Linked DNA regions of Mus musculus: region 2 is linked to region 1. A link is a contact called in public HiChIP or PLAC-seq data. All regions are on one chromosome and are shown on one strand. Each heading gives the region's core, a stretch centred on a gene start, on an enhancer-like site or on the middle of the called end of the contact. The rest is flanking DNA. Distances are from core to core; before and after follow the strand shown. Region 1 holds the start of Ppil4 (peptidylprolyl isomerase (cyclophilin)-like 4). Region 2 overlaps Sash1 (SAM and SH3 domain containing 1).

The links. HiChIP or PLAC-seq counts read pairs in DNA pulled down with a chosen protein or histone mark.
Region 2: a contact with region 1 is called in an H3K4me3 HiChIP or PLAC-seq map of stem cell-derived neural progenitor cells, with 3 times the contacts expected there. The contact joins the enhancer-like site here to the promoter of Ppil4 in region 1. A contact is called at or near these places in 5 of 39 promoter capture datasets (the HPC-7 cell line, HPC-7-derived erythroid cells, cranial neural crest and 2 more), 2 of 115 datasets of contacts at active chromatin or transcription factors (bone marrow-derived macrophages and stem cell-derived neural progenitor cells) and 1 of 9 other capture datasets (adipose tissue).

What each region holds. Positions count from the first base shown.
Region 1 is chr10:7,790,138-7,794,766 of GRCm38.p6, reverse strand. It overlaps Ppil4 (peptidylprolyl isomerase (cyclophilin)-like 4), which reads right to left and starts at 1,873. Exons shown (of 13, transcript NM_026141.3): 1 at 1,747-1,873. The coding sequence starts at 1,816.
Region 2 is chr10:8,750,713-8,755,341 of GRCm38.p6, reverse strand. Sash1 (SAM and SH3 domain containing 1) reads left to right here. Exons shown (of 20, transcript NM_175155.4): 10 at 3,857-4,203. Among named protein-coding and RNA genes, the nearest start is that of Gm25410, 71 kb to the left of the region's middle. Within about 2 kb of position 2,676, at least 35 of the 459 cell types and tissues checked have an H3K27ac peak or open chromatin away from gene starts, as enhancers often do. A contact at or near this core is called in adipose tissue and stem cell-derived neural progenitor cells, where this site is marked.

The sequences.
Region 1 (4,629 bases), core at 624-3,123:
AAAAAACAAAAAACATGTGAGATATACAATAAGGCAGCCTCAAAAATAGAGAGAAAAAAAATACAACAAAGGTCCTCACAACTAAACATGAAATAATGACACTAGGCATTTCTAATAATACCATCTATATTATTTAAGTAGTTATATATACATAACTATTACACACACACATTTGGTTTCTTGAGACAGGGTTTTTCTATGCAGACCTCTGTGAATTTGCCTGGCCTACAGAGTGAATTCCAGGAAAACCAGGGCAGATGCTGTACAAGGCTTTTTTCTTTTTCTTCTTCTTCAAGACATGGTCTCTCTTTGTAGCCCTGGCTGTCCTGGAACTCACCCTTTAAACTCAGAGACCCACCTACCTATTTCTGCCTCCTGAGTGTCAGGATTAAAGGCATGTGTTACCACTGCCCAGCTTGTACCAGGATTCTTAAGATAATGGAGATATTAAGGCACAGTTTCTGCTCTCCTTGAAGCACATCACTGGGAGGAGACAATCATGCACATAGTTCCAGGACAGTAAGTACATGTTCTAATAACATGAGTGCTGCTGTGATTTATAAAACCATTGCAGACAAAACAGAAGAAACAGACTAACTGTAGCTGACCTAAGTGTTACACTGAAGAGCTCATGCTTTAGTTGAGCTCTTCATATATATATATATATATATATATATATACACACATACACACACACATACACATACATATATATATATATACATACACACATACATACATATATACACATATATATTCATGGATATATATACATATATATAGTCAGGAAATGAAGTTCTCAGAAGGATAGGGAGTGGAGAGGAGTGTGGGCATTGGCAACAGTAAGAATATAGAAGGCTGCAACAGAAAGTGTAGGGTTTGTGAGGGAGGGGAGGAACAGTTGAGCATGGGAGAAGGTGTGCAGGCAGGAGGCACTCCCTGTGTGCAGTGCTGCAGCACACCTTCTTTCATTCTGTGGTAATCTCTGCATTCCACGGGAGAAGGACAATGATTGTAGCTAATCTCTCCCAGTTTCCCGATTCTCCCAAAGGATACATTCTCCACACAGCAGCCTAGTGTCTCTCCAAGGCAAGTGTGCCATGCTATAATCCTGCTCCTGAAGTGTTCAAACCAACAACATGGCAAAGAGGACTTACTAAGGACCTGGCCTACCAGTATTTGGCCTGACTGGAAGTCAGTGGCATCTATTTCATTTCACATACCAATTCGTTCCAGAATGCCAGATTTCTTTCTATTACCAGAAAAACTCCAAAGAAACTGCTAAGTACACCTTATCTAACACTCATCTTCGAAAAGGCTAGGTTTCTTATGTGGCTTCTTCCCACCTCTCTGTTTTGCATAGCAAAGTGCACATCCATCTGTTAGGACTCGAAGTTAAAACTGGAGCTCGCTTCGTCCTCCCTCAATGGACATTCAGACGCCTGAACTCTAGCTGATCCCTGGCGCCTTGCAGACCAGCCAACTTCCTACCTGCTTTCATCATGACAAATGATGTCAAGTCAAACCGTATTTAACCCTTTCTTTACCTTTCACGAGTAAAGAAAGCATAGCCACGAAAGCTACACCTCACCCAGACCCACAAGCCACAGTTCTACACACCACACACACACACACACAAAACCAAGGCCTGCTATGAAACTGAGCTCGAGCCAGAAACAGCGAAGAAAAGGGAACTTTGGCAGCGGGCTCACGGCCCCGCCAGGTCGCGAAGGCCTCCAGTCTCACCCCGGGGACGCTCTTCAGTGTACAAGTCGATGACCACGTCGCCCAGAGTGGTCTCCAAGAGAACCGCCATGGCGCCGGCTCCTCCGCAGGAACAAACACCCCGGCAATGACAGGCGCATGCGCAACCAGCGCGCGCCTACGTCTTACGTCACGACGTGTGCGACGGCTTCTGGCGTCAGCCGCGGGCGCCGTCGCCCACCTCGGAGGCGCGATTTCCCGCGGCCTAATGGCCGGCTCGTTCGGCCCGGCAGCTGTTATCTGGTGCCCGCTGTCTTCTGGCTGTGGAGGCTGTTTGAGGACTCTCTTCCGCCCTTGGTGACCCATATAAAGACCTGTATCTCAAGAGGGCCATTCCGTAGGAATAGCGGAGGCATCCGAGAGCTGAGAAACCTCCAAGCCGGCGGCACATCCTCCCCTTGCCTTTGGAAGAGGTTGCCCTGGGGTTTCCATAGTCTCTCCATCAAAATCGCCAAGCCCGAGGCATCAGTTGCTCGGTGAAAGCTGTAAGAAAAGGTGACTAACAAGCTTTGGTTTGGGGTTTTTCTTGTTGTTGTAGATTTTGATCATACTAGTGTGTGTAGATCAGGACTGGACATGGCTTAACAGCACAGAGGTTTTGTGCAACAAATTAGAATACAAAGGCTTCAGTCTTACATTGGAGATATGTAATAAAAACTACCGGTTTTTTTATGCTGATAACATATTTCCATGTTTTAGTACACTCTTTACTTTTTTAAAATATTTTTTAAGATTTATTTATTTATTATATGTAAGCATACTGTAGCTGTCTTCAGACACTCCAGAAGAGGGAGTCAGATCTCATTACGGACGGTTGTGAGCCACCATGTGGTTGCTGGGGTTTGAACTCAGGACCTTCAGAAGAGCAGTCAGTGCTCTTAACCAGTTAGCCATCTCTCCAGCCCGGTATACTCTTTTCTAATCAAGCAGATTATTCCCTTTTATGTCATTTTAATGTGTACTTGTGAAAATCAGAGATATGACAGATCATAGGCATATCCAGGAAGATGAGGAGAAAGGACTTTTTAAAAGTAAACATTTTTTTTTTTAAGAAAAATAGTATTTGAAGCAATTTCATGGCTAGAAGTGTTCACCACGCATGTGTTATTCCGTATATTCCAAGGAATTTAGGAAACAGAAGATGGTAAAGAAACATGAATTTATTTATAGTCTGGTCCCATTTAGAAGGGTGTAATCAAAAACCCTGCACCTGTTACCGTCTTCTAGTTTAGAAAATCATTGGATATGGGCTAGAACACATGGAGATGATATAGCTGTGCAGGAGTTGATAAGTCACTGGACTGATTTGTTCAATCAATGAATGGCTTCATTGGTAAGCAATGAAGCCATTGTGAATACATCTCTCTTCTCTGCCTCTCACTATTATTTATCTCTTGCATTGGTATAGTTTGGATGGATGACTAAGCCTTTCTGGTTTGAATTGGAAGAAAACAAGATTTGTCCTCAAAGAAATTCAATAGCAGTACAGCATTTGCCTTGCATGTGTCAGTCCCTTGTTTCAAACTCTGGTACCAGAGTTTAGATCTGGTTTTGATAAATAAATAAATAAATAAATAAACAACAAAATAAAAATTTCAACTCCATAGGTATTTAAAAGAAAAATGAAAGCCTGTGTCCATGTTCTTTACTTTGATTGACAGTACTGAGATGTTAATGTCCTTAACGTTTTCTAAAATCATAGTAGACTCTTGGAACAGCAGAGCTTTTCAGGAGAGATACCCTTCAATGAGGGCAAATATACCAGCCAAGCCAAGGAGGTCGGACAGGAGTGATCATGTTGTGAGAAGAAGACTGCATTTGAACTCAGGCTGAGAAAATGGCTCAGTGACTAAAACCACTTCCACCTCAAGGCCTACAGCCTAAGTGTGGACCAGGAACCCACATGTTACCACAGAACCAGCGCCAAATGCTACCCTCTGACCGCCACATGCACACCATATCCATGCATGCTCACACAGTTTTTACAGATTTGGGGGGATTGTGGAGAGAAGCATTTGTGGATAGTAGCACTGGCTGCTCTTCCAAAGGACCCAGTTCAGCACCTAGCATGGCCATGGCTGCTTACAACCATCTGTAACTCCACTCCCAAGGGATCACACATCCTCCTCTAGCCTCTAAGGGTACTGCATGCTTGTAGTGCACAGGCACACATGTAGGTGAAACACCCATACACATAAAAAAAAGAAAAAATTAAAGTTTCTCAGAGATAGTACACTAAGGACTTTGTCAGGAAGTGACTGGAGATGTACATCAGATTATACAATGCCTGCCTAGCATGGATACAACCCAGGATAATGTTTCTTGTACTGTATAAACTACATGTCTGTAATCCGAGCACTCAAGTTGTAGAAGCGGGATAATCGTTGAAGATCATAGTCACTGTGTAGCGAGTAAAAGCAAACCAAGGATGCATAGGCCCTGCCTCAAAAGCAAACATTTGAATCAGATCTGCATAGCCTTCAGTGAACTGAAAACCTGGTAGGAACTAAAGTATACATAGGAACTTACATACAGACTCTTTGCAGAATACAAGACAGTGGGAACAACTACACAGAGGCAGGACCAACATTTGCAACCAGTGTCCTGAAGGAATTGGCAGAGGTGTGACAAGACCTGGCAATCCATCTGTGAAACACTGCCTGCTAACTAGGATACCACTGGTAATGTGATCATCCTAAGGAAGATTCCCATTGCTGAGGGATGCTCAAGCTGTAAACAGGATTCTAGGACTTAGGAAAGGAATGCAAGGGAATCCAGATGAGAGTCAACCATGTTTACTGCCAGCTTTAGCATTCATTCCCAGCCCCAAGGTGGGAGAGTAACCAAACCCCACCCTACATGGAA
Region 2 (4,629 bases), core at 1,427-3,926, 960 kb before region 1:
TCCCTTTAATGTGGGAGCTGCATTTGAGCGTCCCTTGGTCTAGTAATTCTGTTTACAGTTGACTGTCACTTTCTGCTGGCCAGCATTTCTACTGTACAGAACCCACGCAACGGCAGGTCTTACCAAAACGTGAGCATGGGGAGGGAGGTTGTACTTTTGTTGAGAACTACACAGAATCGCCAGTGCCCAACCCTGAGTATGTGTTGGGGAGCAAACCAAAATCCAGTGTCAGCTGTGACAATCAGAACAACGGGCTTGCCCACCAGTGACATTAAATGAGTGTCACAGTACTGAGCTGGCAGGACTTGTCCTGTGGTAGCCTTTATGCATACATCTTGATATATCCAAATTTGCAGAGTATATTAATTCAAGCTATGTTGAGGGGCTGGGTAATGGGAAAACACCAGAAGAGGCACTTGAAGGTTAAAAGCAGTCACCTAAGATAACTTCCTGGTGGGCTTCCAAGTGAGTTCATCTGAGTGGGAACCGGGCCTCACAGTTGGGCTTGAACTCAAATTGCAAGGCTTACTCTAAAGTATGATGAGCTAGGAAGCTGGGGAGAACCATTCACTCTGTGTGCATGTGAGTGTGTGCATGGAAGCACATGCTTGCCTGGGTGTGCATGTGTGTGTGCGTGTGTGTGTGTGTGTGAGTGTGAGTGTGTGTGAGTGTGTGTAGCTCAGAGTGTCTGCCTCCAGCCCCCACGTGACCAAGCTCCAACTGGAGGAAGAGCAGGCAGGTGGGACAGGCTCCTTGGGTTGTGAGATGTTTGCCTTCTTCCCCAGTGCCCTTGGGCTTACAGAGATTTGATCAAGTCACTGATTGCCTGCACGCACCACTTGTACGGCAAATCATGCTGCTTTATGGAGATGCGTTCTGCACGCTCCGAGTTTCTCCCCCACACTTGAGAACTGATGACCCCTTTTACTATGCCGTCTCTGGAATACCCACCAGTGGCAGGCACTCACTCATTGCACCAGGAGGGAGACAGAGATGAAGAAGCCAGGGAAGTTCCTCAAGGTCCCTCAGCCAGACTTCCTCAAGGGTGTCCTGCTTGCTCTGGACAGCCTACCACTCAGGAGATCTGATGGCTTTAGAATTCTTTATCTGGTCTTCCTCTCCTGTGTTGACTTTCCAAGTATAGCCTGACATGACAGCCCTAGATGATATTAAACGTGGGCAATGTCTTTGTCTGTCATCTGCCCACTTCTGTGTGTCCGGCCGCATCTCTGCAGTGCACCAGCACTTCTAAGCCAGTACAGGATCATCAGCTTCTATGTGGTGCCTTTTAGCACAAGAAGAAGCTTCAACTGTCTCTTTTTTATTAACTTAACACCCACTGTAACTGTATGGGGCATTAGCTAAAGATCAGTAGGTGTTGTGACAGACACGGCTCGGAGCCGGAACCAGACGCCCAAGGTCCTGGAGCTATGGCTGAAGAACAGAATTTGTACAAAGCTGTATCCTCGGGTGAAGTGGTCTCATGTCCTCACTTCTCCTTGGGTATTGTGATCTCAGCTTAGACAAAAAGGCCCTTGTGAAGCAGGTTACATAGTGTACAGGGATTGGGGGTGGGGTGGGGCTCCCCTGGCTCACCACACCTGCAGAGTGAAGCTGTTCCTTTTGATCAGAAGAGGGCAGGAGAAGAGTACTGTGTTGATGGAGCCCAGGTTGGGGCTGGGCTTCTGGGCTGCCTCTCAGACATGGACTGTGAAGCTCACACTGCATGGGGCCAGCTCACAAAGGCTGACACAGCCCCTTTGGAGGCATTTCCTATTCCCCTCAAAGTTCCTTTCCAGGGTAAGGCTGCACATGTCAGGAACATGTGTGTCCCAGCTAGCGCCTGACGGCTGTCCCCAAAACACTCCAGAAGATGTTTGGACCACTGATGAGTGACAGCTACTTAGAGAGGTGGGCAAAGGCCACCAGCATCCATGGAGCCTTTCGGGATTGTGTTGCTTAGACTTTTCATAAATCTATTCCACCTGAGGAACTTAACATAGCTGTATTCATTCACTGCTGGGGTACCTCTGCCACTATGCTGGGCCTCCAGTCTTAATCCAGTTGCTTCCTTCTGGAAGCAGGGAATAATCTTTACTTGGGAAACAGCACTGTCAGTCTCCATATTTGTTAGGAACCTGGAGGAGAAAGCAGGAAGGAGCCCTCACATTTGAGTACTGTCCGTGGTCTGGCTAAATCCTGTCCAACCCTGGACCTTGCTTTAAACTGTCCCAAAAGATACTCAGACAATTCTTCTGTGAACTTGGGACTTGGTGTCATTTTGATTTCTCCTTCTTCCTTCCTTCCTCACCACTCATTTCTGCACATGAATGTGGAGTTGGTCTTAAGTAGGATTTCATGCTACAATTCTTTCTTAACTAATAGCCATCAATTAGAAAAGGTAGCCATTTTTAGAATATTCTAGAAATGGGAGCCATTTTATCACCTTCCCCTCTCCCTTTCTCCCTGATACTTAACCATCCATTGCTACCTTTGTCCCAGCTTATGTACAGTGCTGACCTTCTGTCCCAGGGAGCTCTGTATTTTTCCCTACGCCCCTGCTCAGCTGGTGGAGATCTTCAAGGCTCCAGTGTTTCCTTATAATTAAGGGATGCAGCCAGTTGGGCTCTACACCCACAGCTTGACCTAATTCCTCCCTCACATCTGTTCACATAACACATGCAGAAAAGAACTTGGCTCTCCTGCCAGCACATCCAGGCCTTTCCACTGGGCTCCAGAGGCCTTGGCTCGATACCTGGCCCCAGCGAGAGCGTCAAGGCCTGGAAGCCGGAGCCCAAGTGGAGCACTTAGTGAGCTGCCTGCGTGTCAAGGCCCTTAAATGCCCTTGCTGTTTCCTCCGGGGCTGGGTGGATGGGACTATCTGGCTGCAGTCACTCAGTTCCTCTGGCCTTTTGTATTTGGCCAGGCAACTGGAGACCATTTGTCAATCACATTTGCAAGTATAACCCTTTATAGTGTTTTCCCCACCCAAACTCTCGGAGATTTAATCACTTAAATGGCATATGTACCAATAAAAAAAAAAAATCATTGTCTGACATATGGCACTCATCACACTCCAACTATAAAAGCCACCAGAGCTGACATAAAGGAGGGTCTTTCAGGACAGGGAAGACTGTTCCTAGCTTCTGAGTGCTGCACCCACATACCACGGTGGCAATTGTGCAGTGCTAACGTACATCATAATGATGGGCCTTGATTTCTGCAAGTGGCATTTTTTAATAGGTCAAGGGAGATGTTGGTCTACAAACTTGTTTTGGAGGAAAATAAAAGACACCACAAGTTTCTCAGCTCTAGTTTCGTAGTACTAGGTTTGGATGTAAAACTGCACACATGCTAAAAGCTGGATACGTCCTTCCTGCCTTTCAGCTATGCCTCCATCTGGCTTTTTGGTTTGGTTTGGTTTTTAGTGTCAGCGTCTCAGGTAGCTTAGGCTGGCCGTGACTGTATTTAGCAGGGGATGACATTGGACTCTTCATCTCCACCTTCACCTCCCAAGCTGGGTTCAACGCCATGAACAGTAAAACCACTAAGCTTTTATTTTGAATCTCATTAAGTTAGCCAGGTTGACCTTGAACTTGCCATCCATCCTCTGTCAGGCCCGGCACCTCACAAATGTGTAATGTTAAGCTTTCTTGAAACAATACAATGTAGTTTGATTACCTTCATTGTTTCGTGTGCATTGACCTGCAAGTCATGTTTATGAAGAAGTTCAGATCATAGGGCAAACAGGGAGAACATTACCATTGACCATGAGAGTGATGACGTGTTTTACAGATATAGACAAAGGTGTATGGGACAGTCACTCACAGGAGACCTCGTGTTGGTTCCCTTCCAGGTGGAGAGGAACATGTATTTGAGAATTCCCCAGTCCAAGATGAAAGATCTGCACTCTACTCTGGAGTGCACAAAAAGCCATTTTTCTATGATGGCTCTCCTGAGAAACCTCCAGAAGATGATGCAGACTCTCTCACCCCATCTCCATCATCCAGCAGCCTGGATACGTGGGGAGCTGGCCGGAAGTTGGTCAAAACCTTCAGCAAAGGAGAGAGTCGGGGCCTGATTAAGCCCCCTAAGAAGATGGGGACATTCTTCTCCTATCCAGAAGAAGAGAAGGCCCAGAAAGTGTCCCGCTCCCTCACAGAGGGGGAAATGAAGAAAGGTCTTGGGTCTTTGAGTCACGGGGTAAGTACCGATGGTGTTTTCTTCTATGACAACCATCGGCGCAGGCACCACTTTCTGGTGTCCTTGGAGGAGGTTCAGAGTATCCGTAAGCAAATCCGCTTGAAGAAAACGGATACTAATTACTCCTGTTCCAGAACTTTTCTCTGCCAGCGTCCCTCCAGAAAAGGAGTAAATGGCAGCACCTGTGACCTGCTGCCACGGCCCAAGCCCAAGGGTGGCAGTGGCTGCGGCTTCGCTGGCAGGAGGGGCCGAGGGCGCACCTCAGTCAGCGAGTTCAATATCACCTACGTGGTGGAGCGGAGCCTCTACAGCCACCTGAACCTGACCCAGCTCGTGCGTCCTGCCTCGGACAGGACGCTGAGCAAGGTGGAGAAGCAGGACCTGAGGCGGTGCTTGCTGGAGGAGGATGAGGAGGCAAAGAGGAAG